Regions from separate parts of the Gossypium hirsutum genome. Here region 1 is linked to region 2. The links are chromatin contacts, called in public Hi-C maps. All regions are on one chromosome and are shown on one strand. The core of a region is the stretch at or near the end of the contact, and the rest is flanking DNA. Distances in the headings are between cores, read along the strand shown.

Region 1 (5,436 bases), core at 2,896-5,395, 470 kb before region 2:
TAAGATTAATCCTCAACATGCCAAAGATTTAGTATTTATGCATGCTAATCTTTGATTACTATTAATAAATACTCTTCATCATAAAAAAGTAGAGAACAGGATGTGGGATATTGAAGGTAATGTATTTAACTCATTTGAAGGAGTTGGAGTTCTTGAAGTTGCTAGCTTATATCTTGATGAACCAGATATGGAGATGGTAATTTTTGCCAATGAAGAAGAAGAAATGAAATTTTCTAATGCTATGAAATGAACAAGAAAATTACTCTCTTTTTGCTTCTTTTTGTACAAGTCTTCTTAAGGATATAGGTTGAATCTCAAATTTAGATTTGATATGACATGTTTTGTGTAATGAACTTGAAAATTGTATTGCTATGTTTTGTCATATTTTATGTAATGACAAGAGAACTTAATGGAAAATAATTGATTATATATTAATGGAAAATATCAATATTTTCATTTACATCAAGTATTTTAACATAAATATATATAAATATTAAAAATATTTTTTATCCGTGTCTTCATTTTTAAACATTACCGTGTCATCGTGTCTGTATCGTGTCGTACCCTTATTGTGTGTCCATGTCCATGCTTCATAGGTTTCGGGTAACATAATAGAGTTTGACAGATCGAACGAAAGTATTGCCGAGGGAGTGAAAATATACACTTGAGACAATAGACTTGCAATTGTAGGAGACTTGACGCACTCCGTTTTCCATGACTCATGCAATTGTAGCATATAGCAATCAACGCTTGGACCCCATTAGTTTTGTGGACGAAGTGTGCAAATTAGAAAACTTGTACAACGTGTGGAGACATGTTTCCCCACTGGTCCCAGATGAATGTATGTGGCCACCTATACCGAGTGCTCCATTTAAGTTGTTACCCGATAGGTCATTGCATCACAAACCAAAAGGTTGATCAATGTCAACTCAAATATGCAACATGAATATTCAAGAGAAGACAAACCAACTGAAGTTATGCGGGTGGTGTAAGAAATCGGGCCACACAATGTCGTCATGTCCAAATCGAATGGACGGTGCAGACTAGAAAACATTAATTTTATTGTAATCTATAAATGTGTGGTTTTGTGAAATTATAACAGATATCAACTTTAATTTTGTAAAATGAGCAAATACCAACTTTAATTATGTGAAATGATAACAAATACCAACTTGAATGAAAAACCATATTCTTTTAAAAACATAATAATAAAAATATACCTATACAAAAAAAAATTGATACAATGATAAAAGAAATCAATCAAAATTTGTGCCACATCAGGGTGGTCAATGATTGCATATCAGATTCCTTATTGGTTCAACCTCTAGTTGGGGTTTTGGTCTCAGTAGGTTATCTTTTTCGCCTTTGGTTGATTACGATTTTTGCATCCTCGATTGCCACTGTGCATCTTTCGGTCTAGGAATAGGTGGTTGGGAAGATGATTCACCTTGGTAGAACAATAATCTCGGAGGTGTTTGCATTACAAACGGTGAATAAGTATAACTATGTTGTATCCCATACACCGATGGCATAACGAGTGGACTCTCGTTCGGTACCTGAAACATAAACAACCTATACGTCGTCATCGTTGGAAATAGAGATGGCATGGGTGTGTAATACATCGAGGACGGAGCTCCAAAAATAAAACTTGGGATAACAGTAGAAGCAAAAAATGTGGTGGAATATATGATGCTTGTGTTAAAAATGGTAGGGTTAGTATACGCACCAGAATAAGACGGTTTATACTGACCAGTGAGTGGTACAACAATTAGTGGTGCAATTTTCGGTGCCGATTCTTGCGTAGTTACTGATGATGGACCCCCCTCGTCAGTCCTTGGATGTATAGAGGCTTGTTGTGGCCTCCTCGTATGCAATTTTCGACCCCTTGCCTCTTCCCCGTACAAGTATCGCTTACCATGGATCCTAAACCATGGCATGTACTCTAGAGCTAACTTCGGAACAATAATAGCCTCGCGAGTAAGTAAGAAATCGTACCTATTATTCCACATGTTGATATATTAGGCGTAGAATACCAGTCAATTCTCATCCGTCTACTCTCACAAGTTGATACGATGCAGATCATCAACGTCTTAAGGTGCCACGGGAATCGATTGTCAGAACTCAAACTGCTGCAACACTCTATCCGACTCGTGCATCTCGACAGTAGCATACACTACCAATGACACCTTCACGTGCTAGATGTTCAGATTCACAAAGAATTCCTCAGTAATGCATTCTCAAATTGTCGAATCCTCATTTGGTGTCCATTCAAACTATATTAAAATAATCAAAACTTTAGTTATACATATATACTACAAAATATCTAATCAACTACTTTAATTAATACAATATAATTTAAACTTAAATAAATTCACACATTCGTTTCCAATAGAAGTCATATTTCTCACAGCTCATTCGATAATCCTATGTAACTCAACCCATGGTTCCACCTATTGAAATAATTTGTTAGCATAATATTATTTAAATTAATTTTATTATGGACATCATATCATCTGATGAATTTTACCTTGTTACGAGTGAGAATGTGTATAGGTAGTCCACTCGAGGACAGTAAAAATGGCAATTGGTACCGCACCCATGATTGCAATAGTAGAATGCAAACACCAATTTTAATTTTATGTGATTGCATCGCTCGACACATTTCCCAGTATTATATCGCCAACACAACGGACCCCCAACTGAGTTCTTAGTTGACAAGTTTCAGCAGCGACATTAGATGGAGAGATTTTGTGACTTATCTAGAATTAGGATACCCCCGATAATTTGAAGGATGTACGCCCGAACGTGTCGTTCTCTTTTGACTTCAACTAAATCCTCATCTAGCCCTTCGTAGTTTCTTCTTAACCAACTCATTTTGGTCCTACCTCATAAATTGTCTCCAAAACCAAACCCTAAAGTTCATCGTATGCACCTCTCCAATCGGCCACGTGAATTGACCCAGTGACTACTGACTCATCCACCGATAACCGCAACTGTAACTACACGTCCTCTAAAGTGATAGTACACTCACCGCATGAAAGATAAAATGTATGCATCTCCGGTCTCCATCTTTTCACCAACACACTTACGAGTGTTGGGTCCAACTTACACCCCCAACCTACAAAGGCCATGTGCGAAAAATCGGCTTCCCTCAAGTATAGTTCAATCAAGGGTGATTGAGGAGTCGGTAGATTACGGATATAACACTCCAAAATTTGATCTTTCGCACATTTACGAAAAAAAATTAAATTTAAATATAACAATGAAATAAAAAAAATTAAACATTGAAATATATCAAAAAATATTCTTACCACTTGCAATTGATCAACGAAAATGTGCTTGTCATCAAAATGGATTAGAGATCCATCCATTTCTAATTTTGAAAAATAAGAATTAATTTTTAATAAAAATTTATTTGCAAAAATATTAAGATAATTTTGATAAAAAATATAATTTAGAGAGAAATAAAATTGAAGTAAGAATTTAACAGAGAATTTGATAAATTTCTTAGAGTGATTTGTGAATTTTGAGAGATATATGAGTGAAATTTGTGGAAATAAAGTAAGGGGGTTTTATAGGGTTTCGAAAAATGTAGTTGTTGGGGGTGATGAGTGCCAACGGCTATTTTAATTAGCTGTGGGGAAAGTAGCCATTGGGGGGTTGCTATTGGGGAAAATGCTTCCAACTGGAAGCGCTTTTAAATGAGTTGGCAAAAACGCGTTCTACTTAGAGTATTTTACTAGCAACACGATAAAAGCGTTTCTAGTTGGAAACATTTTTTTACATTTCACCTGAAAATATTTCCAGCTAAAAGTGTTTTCATTAATCAATTTATTCTTGTAAATTTCTCAAAAATTAACCTAATAAAGTAATTTTTAAAAAGTATTTTATTCTTTAAATAAAACAAAAAAAGAAACTGCCATAATAATAATAATAAATATAATTAGGAACGTGGGGTTCTAGAAGATTTGATATTTATGTGATTGTTAAGCTTCTAGAAGGGTGGGACCTGGCCTACTCTGGTCTGAACTGTGATTCTATCAATATCAACCGTTGCGTTAGCGTATATTTATCTCCTTCTAGAAACCAAAATTTTCTTTTTCATTATAATAAAATTTTCCAATGCGTCAAACACGGTAGCAATAGCAATAGTAGCCCACCCTTCCCTCCTTCTATTTTATTTATTTTTTAATTATTACTTATGAAACTTTCTGATGTATATAGCAAAGGCTTAAATAACCCAAAGTCAGTACCAATAAAAATTTTCTTTTGAATTTCCGTTTTGTTTTTTGCGGTTTGGTAATTACAGGTTATTAATGGGTATCCGAAGAAGAAGAAGTAAAGTTGTTGACGTGTCTTCTTTCTTGCTCTTCGAGGCCACCGGCGATTCGGAATCTGGTTGTAGTTCCGATCCAGCCATGGTTGACATCAGTCACGATGATGATGGTGATGATGATGATGCCGAGTCATGTAGCTGTGATATTGCACCTGATGTTGTTCATGGTGTTGGAGAGGTTGGTGGTAGCTTAAAAAACAAATTTGCAAATGTTGTTGAAGGTGTCAATGATGAAGATGATGACGACGATGACGATGGGGTGGTGGAGCAAAAGGAGGTTCAATTGTATAAAAAAAGTTGCAGGGATGATCAACGTATTAAAGGAGTTGGTGTGGGGAAAGAAAAGAAATCCTCTTCATCAGCTGAAAACTCAAACTCAAGCGAAACCATGAATGAGATGGAAAAGAACAGGCTTTTTTGGGAAACTTGTTTGGCTTCCTAGAAAATCTGGGTTTTCTTCCTTTTTTGGTTCTTATTTTTTTTTTCTCGCTAGCTAAACAAGCATTCATCAGTCGTCTTTTTCTTTTTGTTACATATCACCATATTTTTTAGTTCTTTCGCCTCTTAGGTTTTTCGTTATTTTTTAAAAAATTGAAATTGATGCTAATTGTAAATATATAAACATGATTTTATAAGGAAAAGAAAATCAAATGAATCAATAGATGATTATTTCTTTCATAAATTTAATTTTGCAGTTAATAAAGTTTGCTGCAAATCTGAAATGGAGAGGTGGAGCAGCCAGGCAATGAATATTTCTGGCATTTTCTGATATGGATTCAAATTATGAATAAATGTAACAAAAATGCAGTAAGTTTTAGATTTACTTTCTTTCTTTTTTTTTTCTTTTTTTGATAATGGTGTGTGATAAATATAAATATTTGTAAATATTGATAAAAATATCTATTGGTATCAAAAACTAAAATTGAAGTTATTTATTTGGTTACACTAAAAAAAAAAAGTGAAACATTTGGTTAATCTAAACATATGAATTGGGAGTGGGTAGTAATTTGAATTTAAGTGACATTAGATTTTATTATTGTTTTATAAAATGGGGAGAGTGATTAGAATTGAACCCCAACTCTAAAATCACATAATTCCCA
Region 2 (5,457 bases), core at 1,654-4,153:
GCCCAAGCCAGCTTTAGCTGAATAGCCCATCATCAACACTCAAATCCAGCATGATGTCATCGGTGTTGTTAACCCAGGCACGTTTCAAGCAAAGAGTTGCACTATGGGCCTCGAGTAGACCTACTCATGGGTCGGGCTACCAGCCTAGCCCGAAGGCCCGCCCGAAATGTGGGATGGTTTGGGCAAAAATATAGGCCTAAAAAAATGAGCTTGGACAAAAAAATAAGGCCCGTTTAAAAAAAGAGTCGGGCCTCGGGTAAAATATTTTTGGCCCGGGCCGGCCCGGCCCATCCCAAATTCACTAAATGACAAAAAAAATCTGCTATTTTTTTTTTATTTTTGAATGTTATTTTCTTCTTGTTTTCTCCCTATTTTGCTACTATATTACTATTATGTTGCTACTATTTTGTTGTTATTGTTTAGATATTGTATAAAACTTATTTTATTATTAATTTTGTTATTATTTTAGACGTATTTGCTTGTTAAGTTACATCTATTTTAGTGCTATTTAAATCTACATATATTTTAAAATTTATTTTCAGTTTGTTAAAAAATATTTATTTTAATTTTTTTAGTATTTTTGATGTATTATATATATTTAAAAATTATATAAAATAATATAAAAATTAATACAAGCAGGCCGGGTCTGGCCCGAATTTTAGCATTTTTATTTAGGTTAGGCTTGGGCAAAATTTTAAGCCTATTTTTTAGGCCCGGCTCAACTCGAGCCTAATAAATGAGCATAAATTTTTAGTTAAACCCGACCCATGAGCACTTCTAGCCTTTGAGTGCAGCCTGTGGCCGGTAGAGTTTTGGAATTTAGGGGAAAGACCCGACCCACACCTGCCATCCAACATGGCTCAGGCTCAGGCTCAGGCTCAGTGGAATGGATCAGATTGGCATATATGAATGTTTGAGACCGTGACAAAAGGCTAACTTGCTTACCGAAAAGTGAATAAGCAAACATTTCAAATTTTATTCATTATTTAAAAACAGTACTTTCACAATCCCAGAAAATGATATACGGACCAATCGAACAAGAGTTTCACTGACTTTTATCAAACAAATAAACTATTCGGGGAGAACAATATGAGAAAGCAAATACATGGAACAAATAACTTAATCACTATGCTCTATGGCCGAAGACAAAAGCTGCTGAGAAAAACAATACCATCTTAAGCCTTCAAGCAGCAACCTGACCAAAAAGCCACTTGCGGATCTGCAATTAGAGAAACAGGGAAAGAATGAAAAATGTATTAATTTAAGGGTCAAAATCAAGCTATGCTAAACTTATATGATCAGAATTACAAAACCTTGAACTTTCCACTCAAGCTAATAGTTAATTAGAGAAACAATTTCTCCATTCAAGCTATGAAATCATGGATAACCTAGAAACTATAGGTGAAATTAGTATAAGAGAAACAAGTTTGAAATAATCTAAATGCATCTCAAAATCTAACAAAACCCACCTCTGGAAGTTTCTTATTGAATGCAACATCCAACCGTGCATCCAGGGTATTCTCAAACACAATTTTTCCATCTCGAGATGCTATGACTACACCTCCAGAGCTGCAAAATTTTAAAAAGAAATAAGTATTAGCATTCCATCTCTGATCTTGTTCAGTGAAACACATAATAATATACCGAATACCATCTCTGCTCATAAACCATAAGGAGAAACGTTGGTACAGAATACCAAAAATTTATATATATATATACCAGAAAGGTCCATGAGCCTCAGCATGATGATGGAAAAAACCATGATGATGAGAAGGGCCAGGGGGAAGATGGACATCATCAACGATTATCTCTGGTGGATGAACATTCACTTTAGAAGCATATTCCTCCTTTGCTGAATCCAGAACAGACTCCACCAAATGCAAATCTTCTTTGCGACAACGGAGTAGGACTCCAGGCTCTTTCAGTCTAACTAAACTCTGCAATAAAAGTTATTCAAATCAAAACCTCCGAAGAGTTTTATCTAATGTTGCAACTTTCCAAGAAAGGGTTAATGATCCAGAAATGCACAGACCTGAACAATTAGATCTTTCAAAAGCCTTTTGTAAACATGGTGATCATGGCTCACATTGAGAAGGTCCTTGGATGCTGATTCTTTCATTGCATTAACCACACCATCTTGAGCCTGAAGGACCTTGATCCTAGATGCATTAAGCTGCATCGAATACTCACTGCAACAATTAGAATAAATTGAATATTTTTCACACAAGAATGGGTATATTCCTAATTGATAACTCCTGAGTGCCAATTCTGCATCAAAACAATCTAAAATCGCTTCACTTTCACATCAATTATCACCACGATAATCAATCTTCTACAAGGTTCTATAAAACCCAAATCACATTAAGTTTTGGATTACTAACTACAATAGTGCCGTTTTGAAATCTGACTAATTTCCAATAAGTTAAGTGTTATATTTTGGTTATATTTAAGTAGAAATGTTAACCTCACTTTGAATTCAATCAAATATCCACTAAAACATAGAGATCCAGTGCGATAAATAAACTGAAGTAAAAACAGAAATTTAGACAGCAGAAAAAAGGGAAAAGTAAAGTAAATTGAAGAATTTACATTTTCTTTCGGATTTCAACTTGCTTCTCCTTCTTCTCGTACTCCTGCCTAATCTTCTTCTTCTCCGCTTCCACCAATTGAAGCTTCTCGATGTTGAACTCCTAAAATACACATCATTGTACAATCAATTTTTCACCATAATATCCAAAAAGAAACAAAAAGTGAATAAAATAGAGAGAATTGAAGTACCTCTTCAGCGGAAACAGAGATCTCGTTAGCCTTTTCCTCCGCTTCCTGGCGGATGAATCTCACCATCTGCTGGATCTGCTTGGATACATCAGCGTCGTTCATTTTGGCAGGGATCTTGATTTGATCTTTCGATGAACTTACCAGAGAAGAGTGTAGAAGACGACGATGTTTGGCTGGTATTTGATAGAGGTAAGAGAAATAAATCCAACTCTGTCGCTGAACCAGTTTTTATTTTTCTCACGTGCTCCGTATATGTGTCTGATCAAGGGCCGTTCGTTTAAAAAAACAATTCTGACCGTCTGATTGTGAGGAATACTGAATTAATCAAGCCTCGCGTTTTATCTCCGCTGTAGATTTTCTCTCTCCTTTCCACGGGATGATTAGAAGTTACGTTACCTTTTTAGATTTACTAGATTTTATTCCTCACATGCGCTGTTAAGCGGGGGTGAGCATGGATCGGGCCAACCGGTTTGGTCTGAACATTTATCCGAAATGTGATAGAATTTAGATAAAAAATAATCTTTTATAAAATGAATTAGGCCATAAGTAAGGTATTTTTTGTTCGATTCGGCCTAAATTCACTAAATGATAAAAAATTTTATTTTTTATTATTTTTTCTTTTTTTTGTTACTATTTTACTATTATATTGCTACTATTTATTTGTATAAAATTTATTTTATTGCTAATTTTGTTATTAATTTAAAGACATTTGTTAATTTTGTTATTATTTTAGAGACATTTGCTTGTTAAGTTGTATCTATTTTAGTGTTATTTAAGTATACATATTTTTTAAAATTTATTTTTAATTTGTTGGGAAATATTTATTTTAATGTTTTTAGTATTTTTGATGTATTATATATATTTTAAAATTATATAAAAAATAATATGGGTGGACTGAGTTAGGCCTGAGTTTTAACATTTTTATCTAGGACGGGCTTGGACAAAATTTTGGACCCATTTTTTGGACCAAGCCCGAACCTAGCAAATGGACTTGGAATTTTAGTCAGACCTAGCCTGGCCCGGCCCAACCCATGCTCACCTTTATTGTTAAGGAATAAATGCATTTATAAATTTTATATTTCATGTAAATAAAAGAGGTTGAAAATAATATAGAAATTTAGAGAAAGTAAATTATAATATTAAATTTAAATTTAAAAATAATAATAACTATGAAATATTTACTATAAATTAATAAATATATTTAATAAAGATGATTAAAAAATAATTATTAAAATCTTATATGTTAAATCTCTTTTTATTTTTTTAAAAATCCACCTTTCATCCATTTATAACTTCATGTATAATAAGAATAAGATAGAAAAGAAAGTATAAAAGAACATTTGTTTTGCACAGAATAAATAACTTTTAAAAAATAACATTATATTATATTATATCATCATAAATAAAATAATCTTCAGTGCTATTGGCCTCTGAATATTTATACTACTGTTATATATAAATTTAAACTTAGATTTTAATTGATATATAATTTTAACACTAATTAAGTGATAATTAAAAGATAAAATTAATCTCTATCTATATACGTAGACTTTCAGTCAAGTTATAATTTTATTTTATTACATTAATAAATATGAAAATAAAAAATTTTACTTATAAAAAATAAAAAATAGAATTTTTAAAATAATATTTTAAACTTAATTATTAGTTATTTTGGCTTATTGATAATGAGTATGCTTAGACTTTTATTCAAGTTATAACTCTATTTTAGAGTCAACAAAATTATCCCGATTTATTTATAAATAAAGTTATAACTAATTGTGAAACTAAAATAAAAAATAAAATAAAATAAAGAATACACAATTTTTTACGTAGAAACCCTTTCAGGAAAAAACCATTGGCAGAGGAGAAGAAAATTCACTATGTCGAATTCGAATTATTACAAGAAGAATAAACTATGTCTATTTATAGGCTTGTAAAGCCATATTCTAGTAAGACTGAAATACCTTATTCTAATCAATATCAAATAGATGGAATTTAATAAGGTTTAAAAAACCTATTCTAAAATAAAATAAAAGAAGTGTAATTCTATATGGATTCTTCTTTTATTTTATTTTACCACTGTATTTTATTTAAATAAGGATTCGGGTCATTGAATTCTAACAATCTCCACCTTGACACGAATTCTCAATGAACAAGTTCTTCATCGCGAACTCTCAACGAACAAGTTCTCCACCTCTTCCATAAAACCCCTTAAGGGTTTAAATTCAATAATAAACACCAACCAAGTCTAAGCAATGCTCAAACTTGGTTATAGGAAGTGAATTAGTCATCATATCTGCAAGATTTTCATGAGTACTAATTTTGCTCACAACAATATCACCACGAGCAATAATATCACGAACAAAATGATATCGAACATCAATGCGTTTTGTTCTCTCATGAAACATTTGATCTTTTGTAAGAAAGATGGCACTCTGACTATCACAAAATACTGTCCTGATTTGAAGGTCTTCATTGAGTTCACTAAAGAGTCCTTTCAACCAAATAGCTTCTTTACAAGCCTCAGTATTCGCCATGTACTCAACTTCAGTGGTAGACAAAGCGACTGTAGTTTGCAAAATGGCTTTCCAACTGATTGCACAACCTCCGATTGTAAAGATATAACCTGTGAGAGATCTTCCTCTATCAAGGTCTCCAGCAAAATCAGCATTAACATAC

Evidence for each region. A called contact is a pair of places that touch in the nucleus more often than the background predicts.
Region 1: a Hi-C map of leaf shows a contact between it and region 2, with 2.6 times the contacts expected there. The contact joins the promoter of LOC107947889 here to the promoter of LOC107947841 in region 2. A contact is called at or near these places in 5 of 34 Hi-C or Micro-C datasets (callus and leaf).

The regions. Positions count from the first base shown.
Region 1 is chrA08:92,913,916-92,919,351 of Gossypium_hirsutum_v2.1, reverse strand. LOC107947889 reads left to right here and starts at 4,145. Exons shown (of 1, transcript XM_016882395.2): 1 at 4,145-5,159. The coding sequence starts at 4,317. The coding sequence ends at 4,778.
Region 2 is chrA08:92,447,082-92,452,538 of Gossypium_hirsutum_v2.1, reverse strand. It overlaps LOC107947841 (V-type proton ATPase subunit E), which reads right to left and starts at 2,903. Exons shown (of 6, transcript NM_001327537.1): 1 at 2,779-2,903; 2 at 2,590-2,690; 3 at 2,033-2,189; 4 at 1,720-1,937; 5 at 1,470-1,569; 6 at 953-1,219. The coding sequence starts at 2,880. The coding sequence ends at 1,184.